Regions from separate parts of the Zea mays genome. Here region 1 is linked to region 2. A link is a contact called in public Hi-C data. All regions are on one chromosome and are shown on one strand. Each heading gives the region's core, a stretch centred on a gene start, on an enhancer-like site or on the middle of the called end of the contact. The rest is flanking DNA. Distances are from core to core; before and after follow the strand shown. Region 1 holds the start of LOC103626103 (TATA-box-binding protein 1-like). Region 2 holds the start of LOC103626099 (fringe-related protein).

Region 1 (7,281 bases), core at 743-3,242, 300 kb before region 2:
CAAGTTTAACAGAGGTAGTTTGAAAACACTATTTTTCTAAGTGATTTATATTTTTCCAAGAGAAAATGAACTAATTTATCTTGTGAAAATTGAAATCTCTTGATAAAACGAGGTTGCTAAACTAGACCTAAAAGGGAGAGCCTCCCTTTCCCCATCGGACTAGTCTTTAGGGACGATTAAGTCTTTCCCCGAGTTATGTGTGCTTAATGAACTATTGGCTCCAGACAACCTTAATTTGTTAGTCTTTAGCCAAACTCACTTGGGCTGGGTGAATCATACTCCATCCATCCCATAAAAGGATGTCGTTTTGATTTTTTGATACCAAGTTTAACCGGATCATCTTATTAAAAAAATATAATTATTTTTTTATTTTGGTTTAGTTTATCATACAATTTATTTTAATATTTTTAATAAAACAAGCATATCAAATTTGATATAAAAAAGTCAAACGATTTCTTCTGGGACACAGAGGGAGTAGAAAGGAGCCCGGTGTCGAGTTGGGAAGGGTGGAGGAGGATCCAATCATCCAATGCTGGCCGAGCTATGGTGGCGCTGATTTTCGTGCATGCCTTCTACAGGCGTCGCCTAGGAGTAGGGCTCTCGGGTTCGTGGGCCAAATTCCGGAGCTCGAGTCCGTTCTGCTTGGAGAGGGGCCCAGCGATTTTCAAGCAATGGGCCTCTGGCGGGACCATGTTGAGTGCACCGTGCTGTGGCCCAGGAGCCTGATTGCTGGTCCGTGTGTGTGTTGGGTGGCCGTGTAGAGGTCGAGTTGGCAGGTCCGTCATCTTTAGAGAGGGTAATGTGTCCTGATCTCCGATTTCCAGCCAAGAATTCTTCTATTCGAGGATGAAAATAGAGTAGTATTTTCTCCATGGGATGTAAACGGTAAAAACTCTCTCCTAACAATCAATGTCTTGTTTGGGTACATTAGTATTCATCTCTAATACACATGTGTTGATGTGGATTGAGTTAATACTAGAGGATGAATACTAGAGTATGCAAACAAAGCCTAGATGATGATGGGATGAGGAACCCGTTCCCGCGGGACCCGTTAAAATTATACGTGATGATGTTTTTATACAATAGTTAATAATAAAAATAAATAATTATCTTGTCAAGAGATCACTCGTTATACGGATGTGTTTATTTTGATCTACACATAATAATTTTTTACATCTGACAATGTGTATAAATGACAATATTTTATATTAATAATAAAATATATTTTAATTATAATTTAAACGGGAATAGGGATCTCTTATGAGAATTTATCACGCGAGAAATAGAAATGAGAAAGAAATGTCGTCCGCAACCGTTTAATTCCCCGTTTAGTCATGTTCGTCGTCCACGGACCACGGATGACGAGCTCCCCCCGGTGCTGCTGCTGCCTCACTGCCTGCTTCATCGCTGGCTGCTCGGGTGGTCGGCTCGCCGCCGGTTCTGCTCCGTCGGACTCGGACGCGATGACCGTGTGTATCCAGTCTCGCGTCTGCGTCACCAGTGATGATGGGTTTCTCTTCCTTTCGCTCGGCTCCTGTACGTGCTTTGCTTTCGTTGCACGATCTATACGCTGATCATATCCTAACGAACTGGATTTGTTGGATTGTTTGTGGTTGTGGACCGTGTGGACTAGGATATACATATCCTTGCTTTGCTTAATTCCATCTGCGCACTTGTTTAGCTTTGCGCATGTACACTCGTGGAAAGAATAAAATAATTTCGTAGATGTATTATGAAAAAGAATAAAAAAAGATGACAGTTGAACAAAAGTCAAAACCTACTTCGGCGGGCTGTCCAGTTTTCAGCGACCGAGCGAAAGCCAGCCGGTCTCGAACCCAACCCAGGTCGAGTCCATAAATCCAGGGCCCCACCCGCCCCGCCTTCTTCTTTTCTTCCTCGCACCAAAGTCGTTGGAATCCAAGCCCCCTTGCCCGTCCGTACTCGACCCAAAACCCTCTCGCCAAAATATAACCCGCGCTCATTCAAAACGAGAACAGTTTGCTTGCCGCCGTTAGGGTGTCCTCGCTGGTGCTGCGCAGCGGGAGCGGCGTCGGAGGAGAAGGACGATCCACGGCGTCGTCGGCGATGAACGGAGCGCATGAGTCCGGGGTCCCGTCCGGCATCGTCCCCAACCTGCAGTGAGTCCCGAGCCCCGATCGCAGATTGGTGTTCATTGTTTACAATGCACAAAAAATATGTTTGCCCTTTGGATTTTGGATGACATAACCTCATTTTAAACTCTTTTCTCGATGCCACAGTTTATGATTATGACCTAGAGGTCACACGGCTCGACGCCGACGCCGACGCCGTGACAGATAAGGCATCGGGTGGTGTGTTGGCGCCTAGCTTGGCACCACAAGACACAAAGAATTAATTTAAACGACTCACATCCAACATTACATTAATAAATTAATTATATATAATATCGCCAATTTAGCACAACTCCGGTTTCAAGATTTTTGGCGATGTTATATACAATTAATTTATTAATATAATGTTGTATATGAATTGTTCAAATTAATTCTTGGCGTCAAGGTCGACGCCACGACTTATGGCGCCGAACACAGCACTCGGTGTTCCACCTCGACGCTAAGTCACGACAACGAGCCGTGTTACTTTGGTGTCATGGTTTATGGTGTTGAAAAAATGTTCTAAAAATTAGATTACGTCGTGATGTAAATTTTTTACGAAAAAGGTCAAAATGCAAAAAAATCCGGTCTAGTCAACCAGTAGGAAATAGCAGCCGATATCTCCGTGGGGTAGGGGAATTACGCATGACCTGTTTGATCCTTAGCATGGTATGGGGGAGATTAAAGTGTGTTGAATTTGCATACAAATGAACTAGCATGCCATCATTGCTGATCTGGATGTAAAAGAGTTGCTGTTATTTTTCTTTTCCTTTTGATCTGAAGAGTTGCCGTTGCTTTTTTCTTGCTTGGATTTTCAGAAGGGTTGATAGGTGTTGCCTCTTTAGTTTGCTGCCCAGATTGAAACAATGCAGAGCCATAACCTGCCTCTTGTCTGATGTGTCAGGAACATTGTATCAACAGTCAACTTGGACTGCAAGGTCGATCTGCAACATGTCGCCAACAGTGCTCGTAACGCAGAGTACAACCCAAGGGTATGTATCATCATCAGTGCCGCTGCTGCCTTTTCATTTACCTTAGACTTTTTTTTTGTTGCATGGAACTATATATTACATTCGATAGCTGCAGTCTCACCGGCAGTGACCCTGATACTTACTTGACAGCGTTTTGGTGCGGCTATCATGAGGATAAGGGAGCCCAAGACAACGGCACTGATATTTGCTACAGGGAAGATGGTCTGCACCGGAGCAAAGAGCGAAGCCGATTCAAGGCTCGCTGCGCGTAAGGCATGGAAACTGCTTGTCATATTGTTTCGCCATGCATGGATGCCAATTTTGGATGCTTTTGCTGAATTTTGACGTGTGACTAATACGTATCTATCCTCCATTGCAGTTCGCGCGTATCGTCCAGAAGCTCGGTTTCCCAGCTCGGTTCAAGGTAATGCTTTTGTCACTCTGATCGATCGGATTCCTGCTGGTCTCTCACATTGACTCAATGGGTTCTTCTGACATATGCAGGATTTCAAGGTCCAAAATATAGTTGGGTCATGTGACCTCAAGTTTCCTATTCGTCTGGAGGGCCTCGCTTTGGCCAGTGGCTTGTCTGCCACTGTAAGTTTATAGCAGCTCTTTCTTTAGTTGTAAACGTGTTTGTTGTGTCGTTGTTGATCCCCATTGACTCATTAGCCTGTTGCTCTCTTGGTGTTTGACAGTATGAACCAGAGATCTTCCCTGGGCTGGTCTACCGTATGGTGGACCCTAAGGTCGTGATCCTCGTCTTCGTCTCCGGGAAGATTGTCCTCACAGGAGCGAAGGTGCAGGAAGAGATATGCGCGGCCTTCGAGAAGATACACCCGATGCTTGTGCAGTTCAGGAAACGGTCGTAGTCACTAGTCAGGGACGGTTAGAGGTGGGGCGGGCGACTCTCGAGCCCCCTACCGCTCCGAGGATATAGAATCCCACTAGAGTTACTTCTAAAATATAAAATGTATGTATTATTATTTTATTATGTGCAGACTGTAGAGATGTAGGCCGTTCAGTCATTGATCAATGATGAAAGTTCCAAGTTCAGGTATGTCAGAATAATCCTTGAGCACACTTGTTCAGTCTTCAGTCAGTCAGTCTGTCCAGTTTCAGTCAGTGTGTTTGTCCAGTTTCAGTCTGTCATAGGCGTTTGGCCGCTCATTTTAGCCTGTGTGTCGCTGTTGTCAGTTTCGTGGTCAGAACCTGTTGACTGATAGTGTAAGCAAGATCTGATCGTGTTTAATGAGAAGGTTGGTGTGGTGCATGTGTGGTGTTGTGTGTCTGAAGTAGAAACACGCTTATGTAACCTTGGGCCTGCATTTTTACAGTCAGTTAATCTATTCAGAAAACGTTTCTACCAATTGGAGCAGCACCAACTCGTGTCCTGCTCTCTAGCTTCGCGTGCGTGCCCGTTCACCTGAGTGATCGCCGGCGACCTGGTGGAGGTTGTCTCTCCGGCGAGTTTCTGACAAGGTCTAGGTGCAGGGACATTGTTTGAAAGCACAAGACTCCGTAAAGTACACTCTTCTTGGTAATCGTTGGCAGTATTTCAATGCCCTCGAGAAAAGCGTGTAAAAACGTTCATGTGATGGCCAGGCCGACGACAGAATGATGCAGCTGCCAAACCAAACCCAAGTGTTCTTGAGTCCATGCACATTGCATCTCTCGTTCAAAAACGCTCATGGCGTCCGGCAATCATCACACAACTCACTGGACAACGGATAAACGAAGACATCGTACATGCATGCCAGGAGGCCAATCCAAAGACAAACTAAAACGTGCATTGCAGGACAGTGTGAGATGATCTCTGAAACGTCCAATTGATGATGCATAGCCAGTTGCATGTACTACATTTGGGTTTATATCGTCTTCAACATAGACAGTATTTATTCTTTGCCCCAAGGATGATGATGCAGGACAGTAGGGTTATGAACTCCACTCCCAAATCTCCAAGTCCAAGCAAAGCAAACAATAAGTCAATATGCTACACACTTAACATTCGGACTGAAGCTATCCAAGGGAAGGGACACAATGCTACTAAAATCGTACAGAAAGGTGAATACACAGAGGACCAAACCAAGACTCCAAAACCTGTAGACTCATCTATGCTTTTCTATGGAACATGTCCTACAACAACCGACCGACCAACACCATGTTTCTGCTGCCCGCTAGCGCTTTCTGTACAGAACTGTTGCCACATCTAGCTCAGGGGCTAAAATCTCTTCAGTTGTGAGTTTTGAATCACCATTCACCACTGTCTGGCTGATTAGCTGACGATGCACTGTTGGGAGACGGTGGGGTTGACAGTTGGCCACTCTTGTGGGGCGCAACTCAGTTCTGTTTCTCTTTGTGACTTGATTCGGAGTTCTCTTCCTTGTCATCTGATTTTGAATTGAGAAATCGACCTCCAGCTCCCCTGGCCCTTTTTAAGGCATGCTGATGGCGTGGCTCATGGAGATAGGGATGCACATCATAGATGTAAACAGAGTCAGTTCTTTTTATTATTATTTTAGATGACTTAACATTTCAACAACAGAAAGATGAATGAAATGAGCAATCAAGTTATTTTTATTTCAGATGATATCAAAGAATGAGAAACATGTGTGATCAACTTACAGTGCTTGACAGAAGTTGATAGGATTTTCTAAGTCGGTAGCTGCATCTTTGTATCAGTCTTCCAATTTTGAGAAACTATCATGATACTAAGGGCCTGTTTGTTTACCCCCCAGATTATATAATCTGGATTAAATAATCCTAAGAGGCAAACAAACAGTCTAGCTTATTTGCCCAGATTATATAATCTAACCCCTTGGATTATGATAATCCATAAGCAAGTGAGGAGGTGCTTATTTCAGATTATTTTTTTCTCACTTCCCCACTACCCTTTCAAGTTTCCTAGAAATTACCCACCATTGCCATTATAATCTACCGAATCGTTTTTGCGCCTATCGGATCGGAGAAGCCCGCTGCCCAACAGAAACACGCCAGATAATCTGGGTAAACAAACAGGACTACTCAGATTATATAATCCAAATTATATAATCCAGATTATATAATCCTCCAAAAATAATCCAGATTATATAATCCATTGGGGTAAACAAACAGGCCCTAACATGTTTCAACTCTCTCTAGCTAAAAGTAGCATACAGATAAAAACAGAATTGATGCAGCCTCAGTAGTCTCCTTGTCTGTCAGTTTTTTTTTTTTTTGTCTGTGCACCCACAGAAACAAGATAATCTTGCAAAGGAAACAGGTTGGCTGCTAGTGGAGCAAAACCCGGCCATGAAGGGGGGATTCAGAGACGGAGGAACAGAACTTGCTGCATTTAACTTTGCAGTTGCCTGAATACCATTTCCAAGACCTGGCATCACTTCCCAAACAGCTACAGTGGATGGATTAACAAGGGGTGCCCCACAAAAGCTCCAGATTCTGTTACAATAGTATCAGCAGCCATTATGCCACTGGGTCCTGCCCCTAGAAACCCTTTGCTAGTATAAAACCATATAGGATGTGCTGAGTTTTGAGAAGGCCACTGTGACCAATGAAGTTGAACAGAACCTGATGAAAAAAACTGAACAGACGCATAGAATACTTGTCATCCCACTGCACTCCCGGCGATGTGTGTGAACCCCTGCTTCCCCCCATAGAATGCTTCTGGGAACATTGAAATTAAAATAATATTCACCAACAGATTTACAGTACAACATGAGGCAGATCGATCTTGAAGTGGAAGTAGGGACTAGGGAAGGTAGATTGGAGAAATTCGCTTGATTATTTTCTCTAGCATCATGGACAGAAAAGGCTAATAAAAAATTCCAATTCATATCGCAACGCAGGACATGGTTACAAAAGATTTACCATACATCCCTTGACAAGCTTCCGTTCTGATTCAGCTTTAGCCCGATATTGACGCCGTCTTAGGCCTTGTTCGTTTGTGTCGGATTGGTGGGTCGGAACGATTCCTAACCGGATTGCTTCTCTAATTTATATAAACTTTGATTAGCTGGAATGATTCCGGGAACAATCCGACACAAACGAACAAGGCCTTAATATGACATTGTATTGCTTTGCATTTACATACACAGGCTCTTCAATTGCATCGGTAGGCAAAGGTAAGCCAGCCATATGCATTCTGACTAACGGTGGATGCATATGAAAGATTATCAATTTTA
Region 2 (6,960 bases), core at 305-2,804:
CCGTATTCGCGGGATAGGGGAACGCCGAGCTCCGTGATGCAGGCATGGAGGCGGTCGTCGCTTCCATACAGCTTGGGGTACCTCTCGATGCACACGTCGAGCGTCTGCGCGAGTGCAGCGGCGAGCGGAAAGCTGAGCGCGACGCCGCCACCTCCGAAAGCCATGCTATGGCTGAAGTAGGTGTTGGCGGAGTGGCTCTCGGACGGCGCCCCGACGTACACCATCTCCGTCCAGTCGTACTTGCTGAGCACGGCGACGAGGTTGTCCGCGCACAGCACGGTGTCGTCGTCGACGAGCACGAGCCAGCGCGCGCCCGCCCCTCTGCCGACGAGCCGGACGGCCTCGGCGGCGATGCGCGCGATCCGGAGCCCCGACGGGTGGCCCGTGGGGTTGGTGTACCTGAAGCGCGAGGTGTCCTCGGACACCCGGATCGGCGGGAGGGAGCCCTCCCAGGGGGCGCTAGGCCCCGGCGCGGCGGGCGCGCCCGCGTCGAGCCAGACGTTGCCGCGCATCGCGGCGGGGTCCCACCACAGGCGGACGTACTCGCGGCGGCGCGGCCAGAGATGCGCCGACCCCGCGATGCCGAAGACGATGTGGCCGAGCGAGAGGGGCGAGGCGGCGCCGGGGCCCGCGGCCGCGGCCGCTCCCGCATCCGGCAGCACCGAGCGCTCGGAGGCGGCGGGGGTAGCCCCCTGGGACGGGGAGAGCACGAGGAGGAGCCAGAGCGCGGTGGCAAGCAGCACCGAGAGCAGCGCCAGCAGGGCCGCGACGAGCGGGCACTGCCGCGGCGGGACGAGCGCGAGCGGGAGGAGCGGCGGCGGGTGCGGGGGTGGGGAAGCGGCGTAGTGGGACTTGGGCATTGGACTCGGTGGTGGTGGACGCCGCCGCCTCCGGTGGCCACGGACATTGGGGGGTGGCGCAGGCGGAACGTGGCGATGTTTTAGGGATGGACGTGGGGCCGGGTGGCTGCCTCTCCTTGCAGTTGTAAAACATCACGCCGTTCCATTTGAAATCTCATTTGCTTCTTGCCCCGTACAAAACCGATTACTCTCTATTTTTACTTTGCAGTTAATTAATATTTCCACGGTCCCGATTTATAATTTATTAGACTTTTTTGTCAATTTAATCGGCTAATCTTATTTAAAAAAATAAAAAAAATTCAAAGCCTACTTAAAATATATTATATGCTAAACAATATCATGTTAAAAATTAATGATAATTATGATATTTTTTAAATAAATCGAGTCGGTCAACTTATGATAAAAAAATCAAACGAATAACTTCTTCTCTTGATCGTGTCTTTAAGTAGTCATTCGGATGGTTTGAAATTTTGAATTCCAGATCACAGTGTCAATTAGTAAGTACTGTGTAATCTAGGGACCATTGGTATATAAGCTTGCTTGCACGTGGAGGACGATGACAGGATTGCTCACCTGCTGATGATACGGGCAGCAGTTTTCTATTCAGAAAAGCTACACCTACAGTTTTCTTCTCTCTTTTCCTGTCCATGCATCTTCAGCGGATGGGGGAAAAAAACTCAAAACATTGTTGAATAAAGCAGCCGTTTTAAGATCGAGGAAATAAATAATATAGGTTTCTGGCTCGTAGCGTAGATGAATGGCGCTCCAAGCTTCAGAAAAAGAATATCTTGTAGTAGTGGCCTCCAAGCGACGAGTGCAGCAAGGCGACGACGCCATGTGTCTAGATATCGTCTTCGCAAATAATTCTTCCATGGGGCCTGTGGAATATGTTCTCTCCTCTCATCAAACCATTGTTGAGACGTTCGTGTAAAAGTTTGTTCACTGTGATGCGAGATACAGCTAGGAGAGATCGCATGTGTGGTTCAGTGGTTGGCTTGAATAATTAACAGGAAGCTGAGAGTTGCATCGCAAGCAACATGCCACACATGCAGCAGCATCTAGATTAGATGACTAGATCAGTCTACGGTTTGCCAGGAAAATAGTCACTGTGCTGCCTGTGCAGTACGCTAAGCCTGATTGTTTGCTAGCGTAAACCCTGGAGTAGACGAGCGAGCGTGTCCACGCACGGGAAAAGGTCCGGGCCGTGGAAGCGGCGAACATCTTTTTGCTCAAAAGGAATTGGGGGAAATTCTTGTGCTCCGTCGTGGTCCTCAATTCCTTATTCGTATTGAGATTGAACAGCATCCGTCCAATTCTTCCTTTCCCCTATTTTTGTGTGGATTTCCTGTCTTTTGTTTGGGGTCCCTGGCATCAAACTGTGACACTTTAGGTATTAGTATTCGAATACAAGGTATAAAGTTCTACCATATTTAATCTACGTCTGGATTGAGTGAATTCATACTTCACGCTCAATCTCATGATGGGATTAAATCCATCGTTAATCCATATATCTCAAAGCTAGTTATTTTCTTGATCCATAGGTTCTAATATAAACTTTTGCAGTATCTTCATGGATTTGTTCTATACCTAATAAGGTATTCCATACCTAATAAGTTATGGATAAATCCATGTTTTCCATAGTTTAAAAAAATTCTAAATCCTTAGGTTATAATCTATAATGAGTTTAACCGAATAAAAAAATTTGAGTATGCTTGGATTATTTTGAGACAAGGATTGTGACATAAATTTAATTCCAATCCATGGTAATCCAGAATTGGATTAGTGTAAACAAACAAGGTCTACTGTACATATGCCAAATACGAAGGCATCATCTATGGGCTATGGCATTGCCTACAATTAGAAAGAATGAAGTTAGTATGTGTTTGTTTTCATTTGCTTTGCATTCATAAGAAAAATATGGACAAAAATCTTGACCCTTGGTTATAGCAATTCCAAGGAAACCTATAGCTACATCTTATGTTTTCTAATATATGGTCCACACACGAATTCATCATGAGACCAACTCCATCAGGTCGCGTAAATGGCTCCCCATCCTTATTTTACGCATCCACCGTAACTACTCATCATTCCAGCAAACTCTACACCACAACTTACAAAATATCAGGAGTTCCATTTGCTACACATTCTCACGATGTCTCTCTCACCGCAGCAAAATTGTTGTCCTCCTCGCTCTTCAGTCCCTGGCACCCACCCAGTCTCACTCGTATCGTCTGTCTGTTGACTTGGCTTTAATCTATACCGGCTTTAGGGTCGGGCCAGCAAAATCTAAGGCCCTGTACAAAATTCCGGAATATCAATCTATAAAGTAGAACTATACTAATATAGGCTATAATAATACGATAAAAAAGTTATATTAAGAGTTGTGTCTAACTGTCTATTCAATTTTATATTGTATAATTTTACTTGGATAGTATTGTTTTGTTAGTGTTATTTTTTAAAATGAAATCTTGAACGACATTCATGTTAAAATGGAGATGTAGTCGTGATCAAAGACAAAGACACCATACAGACAACGGATTTGACTCATGAGAAGAAGATTTGCTTAGAGATTAGTTGATTTATTAGCCTAATGTGCTAGAAGTGGAGGCCCTTGGAACTCGGGGGGGGGGGGGGGGGGGCTGTTTCCTTGAACAGGCTACACACCCACTAGGCTCGGGCCTGATCGGCTTCTACTATTTCTACAGTGTTTTTATCTCTATGGATTGCAGCTGCAGCTGTCTGAACACCTGTCTTTGAAGTGAAAAGGTTGTGTCATGTGTGTCACACCCGAATTTAAGGACAAATCCATATGCATCTCATATGTGTGTCAGGATCAAGTTTCACATATATAACAACTCAGTGTATAGAAACCGGTGTCACCGTTTTTATTACATAACGAATTGTCTTTAAAAAATAACTAAATGAAATAAATTAAACGTAGATAACTTCCCCACAGGCGTAGTTGATTGTGAGACGACAACCTAGAACTCATCGAATTCATCATAATAACCCCCCTCTAGCGATACATGTTTCTGGTCTGAACAATAATTATAGCAAGGGTAAGCTCACTTACGATGGGGCTCAACAAGTGTGTAGGAGCAAGTATAGTGTAAGGCTTATCAAAAAAAGTTCTAATGCTAAACATTAATTTTTAATTAAGTAGGTCAAACTTTTATTAACAATTTCTAGGTATAAGTAAATACCAACCCAATTAGAGAAAGGATCATAACCAAACTATTACCCATAAATAACCACATGCATGACAGATTAAATTTACTTCCATATATTAATCATGTGAGAAGCCCGACCCGTTCTTGACCGTGAGCACGACTGATATATCAGTTTTACCCTCTGCAAGAGTCGCACATCTTTACCCACAAGTTGTGATACCCATCTGTCAAAGGGGTCATGAATCTCATTCATCTCTTCTAAGGAGACGAGGCAGGGTTCACTACAATGCCTTTACAAAGCTCCACTAGCATGAGAGAACCCGCTATGGATTCAAGCAGAGGTGGTACAAATCATCTGGCAGACTAAAAAGTCATCGCAACATGATCAGCCATGTCACCATACTTGGATAGCTCCTCCTTACTTGCCCCTAACCAGGTAAGGTCCTCATACACTAGCTTCTCCAATTAATTAGCCAATACCAGAGTCATAATAGTCCATGTGGTTGTATTGTTTTCTTGGGTTGGTGCTCCATGTTTCAGTTAAACAAAATGGTCTTATCATGCATAACAAACCATCAATAACAATAATCATGAATTCATGATCAATGTTACATATGTATCATTATCACATAACCAAGTAGAGCAATAGAAAATCTGCCTAATGGTAAATAATTCCAGGTATAAACAAGGTATAGGAAAAACAAGTGAAAAGGCTATGTGTCACACTCGGGGTGCAATACTTCTCTAATGAAGGCTCCTGCTACTAGGTGGGCTAACTCGGCCCGTATAGCCTCTCTTTTGTCGGGCGTGAAACGGCGTAGCTTCTGCCAGATCAGTTTTGCCTGAGGATACACCTTCAGTTGGTGCTCGGCCAGCTCTCTCGTGACTCCTGGCATGTCCACGTGTTGCCCACAAGAACACATCTTGGTGTCTTGCAGAAACCGGACGACGCGCTTTCCTATTTGGCAGTGAGGCTAGAACTGATGATTACCGTCTTGCGTTCATCGAAGAAACCAAGGTTAGCCCTCTTGGTTTCTTTGGTCGGTCGCATAGAGGTAGCGGTAGATGCTTCTTTTCTGGGATTGTGAGGTCATCCACTGCTGGTGTGTCGTCGTTCAGCGTTGTAAGTGCCATCCAGGGTCCGTCTAGATAGCCCCCCAAAAGCATTATGTGGCTCCCTAGAAGTCAGATCGGACGGTGATGATACCCTGAGGTCAAGGCATCTTGAGTATCATGTACGGGTAGTACGAGATGACCATGAATTTGCCCAGCTCGGCCTCCCAATGATAGCATTGTATCCGCAGTCGAACCGAGCTACCTCGAAGTGTAGGAATTTGGTCTGGTAGCTGTCTGGAGCGCTAAAGGTGACTGGCATGACGAGGTGGCCTAACAGGTACTCCCCTTCAGTTGGTACGATGCCGAAGAATGAATTATCCGACTGAATGAGGTCGATAGTCGGAATTCCCAGGGCCTAGAGTGTTATGGGGAAGGTGACATTGATGCTGCTACCACCGTCCACCAGAACCTTCTTGACTCGGCTCTCTTGAATCACAGGGTTGACGAGGAGAAGGTACTTGTTGAGGTGATCAAAGTTAAGCCACTGGTCAGCTCGGCTGAATGTGATGGCATGTTCGGACCACCGATACGAGGCCAGTAGGGATGGCAATGGGTCGGGTTCGGATCGGGTAGAGTAAATACCCACCCGCGACCATACCCGCGGGGATTATCCATATCCGCCCATGACCATACCCACGGGTAAAATTTTGTACCCGTGCCCGTACCCATCGGGTATCGGGCGAATATCGGGTATCCGTCGGGTATAACAGCTTGGTGCATTCTCCCTAAATGAAGTCTAGTGCAGTTCTGAGCGTCGCACATCGTCATGATCACCGGAGGCACATAATGTTGTTGCACAGTGCATTCGTGTAGATGTAGCCTTGGACATGTGTTGCTAATGTTTTTTGTTAATAAACTTCCAACTCGTCAAAATCGAAGAGTAGCTAGCATAGTCGTCTGGTGTATTAACACTCTCTTAGCTCAAGTACTTGTACTAGATAGCACTGGTACTACGTATTGGCACTTTATCAAACGTACTGACACTAGTACTAGAACCAGATCAGAAGCATCAGCAGACAGGGAGGGATGTCGGTAGGATGAGCTGTCGAGGGTGGACGGCTAGCTAGCGTACTGGTAGGTTGAAAATCTAAAATCACTATTTTTCGGATATCCGTCGGGTACCCATGGGTAAGAAATCAAATCCGTACCCGACCCATAATAAAATCGGGTCGGGTATGGGTAAGACCCACAGGTCAAATTTCGTGCCCGAACCTGTACCCAACGGGTCGGATATCCGACGGATATCCGAACCCGCGGGTAAAATTGCCATCCCTAGAGGCCAGTGCACCGTTGGTTGCCACTCGGACCTACCGGTCGGTGAGCTTTTGTTCCCTCTTATTCTCCTAGGACCCATGGCCCCTGAAAATGATATTGACCTCCCTGTCAATGCGCGAGAAGGCTCCACCCCCCCTACTGTTATGGCTGATCTTGCTCGATAGATTCTCCTTGTGGTAGGGGGCGACAACAGCTAGAACTAGGGATGGCAGCGGGTCGGATTTTGTTCGGGTATAATAATATCCGACCCGAAATTGTACTCGAGACTTCTACAAATATCCATACCCACCAAGCCAATCGAGCGAGAAACTGTATCCGTGCCCATCGGGTATCCACCGGGTATCGGGTATCCAGTGGATATGTTACTGTAGACTAAATAACATTCAGTTAGTGTTATAATAAATACATAAAATATTTTAGTTTCCATCTAAGCACCAGTACAACACGAGAATGACTATATTTGGCTACACGTCGATACAATATCTCAACTCATAATTATCACATCCAATAGATTTAAATTCGAGTACAGAGAATAAAAG

The links. A called contact is a pair of places that touch in the nucleus more often than the background predicts.
Region 1: a Hi-C map of seedling shows a contact between it and region 2, with 4 times the contacts expected there. The contact joins the promoter of LOC103626103 here to the promoter of LOC103626099 in region 2. A contact is called at or near these places in 3 of 25 Hi-C or Micro-C datasets (ear, leaf and seedling).

What each region holds. Positions count from the first base shown.
Region 1 is chr5:23,238,260-23,245,540 of Zm-B73-REFERENCE-NAM-5.0, reverse strand. It overlaps LOC103626103 (TATA-box-binding protein 1-like), which reads left to right and starts at 1,992. Exons shown (of 6, transcript XM_008646477.3): 1 at 1,992-2,138; 2 at 3,034-3,121; 3 at 3,251-3,373; 4 at 3,480-3,524; 5 at 3,605-3,697; 6 at 3,799-4,360. The coding sequence starts at 2,086. The coding sequence ends at 3,972.
Region 2 is chr5:22,934,932-22,941,891 of Zm-B73-REFERENCE-NAM-5.0, reverse strand. LOC103626099 (fringe-related protein) reads right to left here and starts at 1,554. Exons shown (of 4, transcript XR_552710.4): 1 at 1-1,554.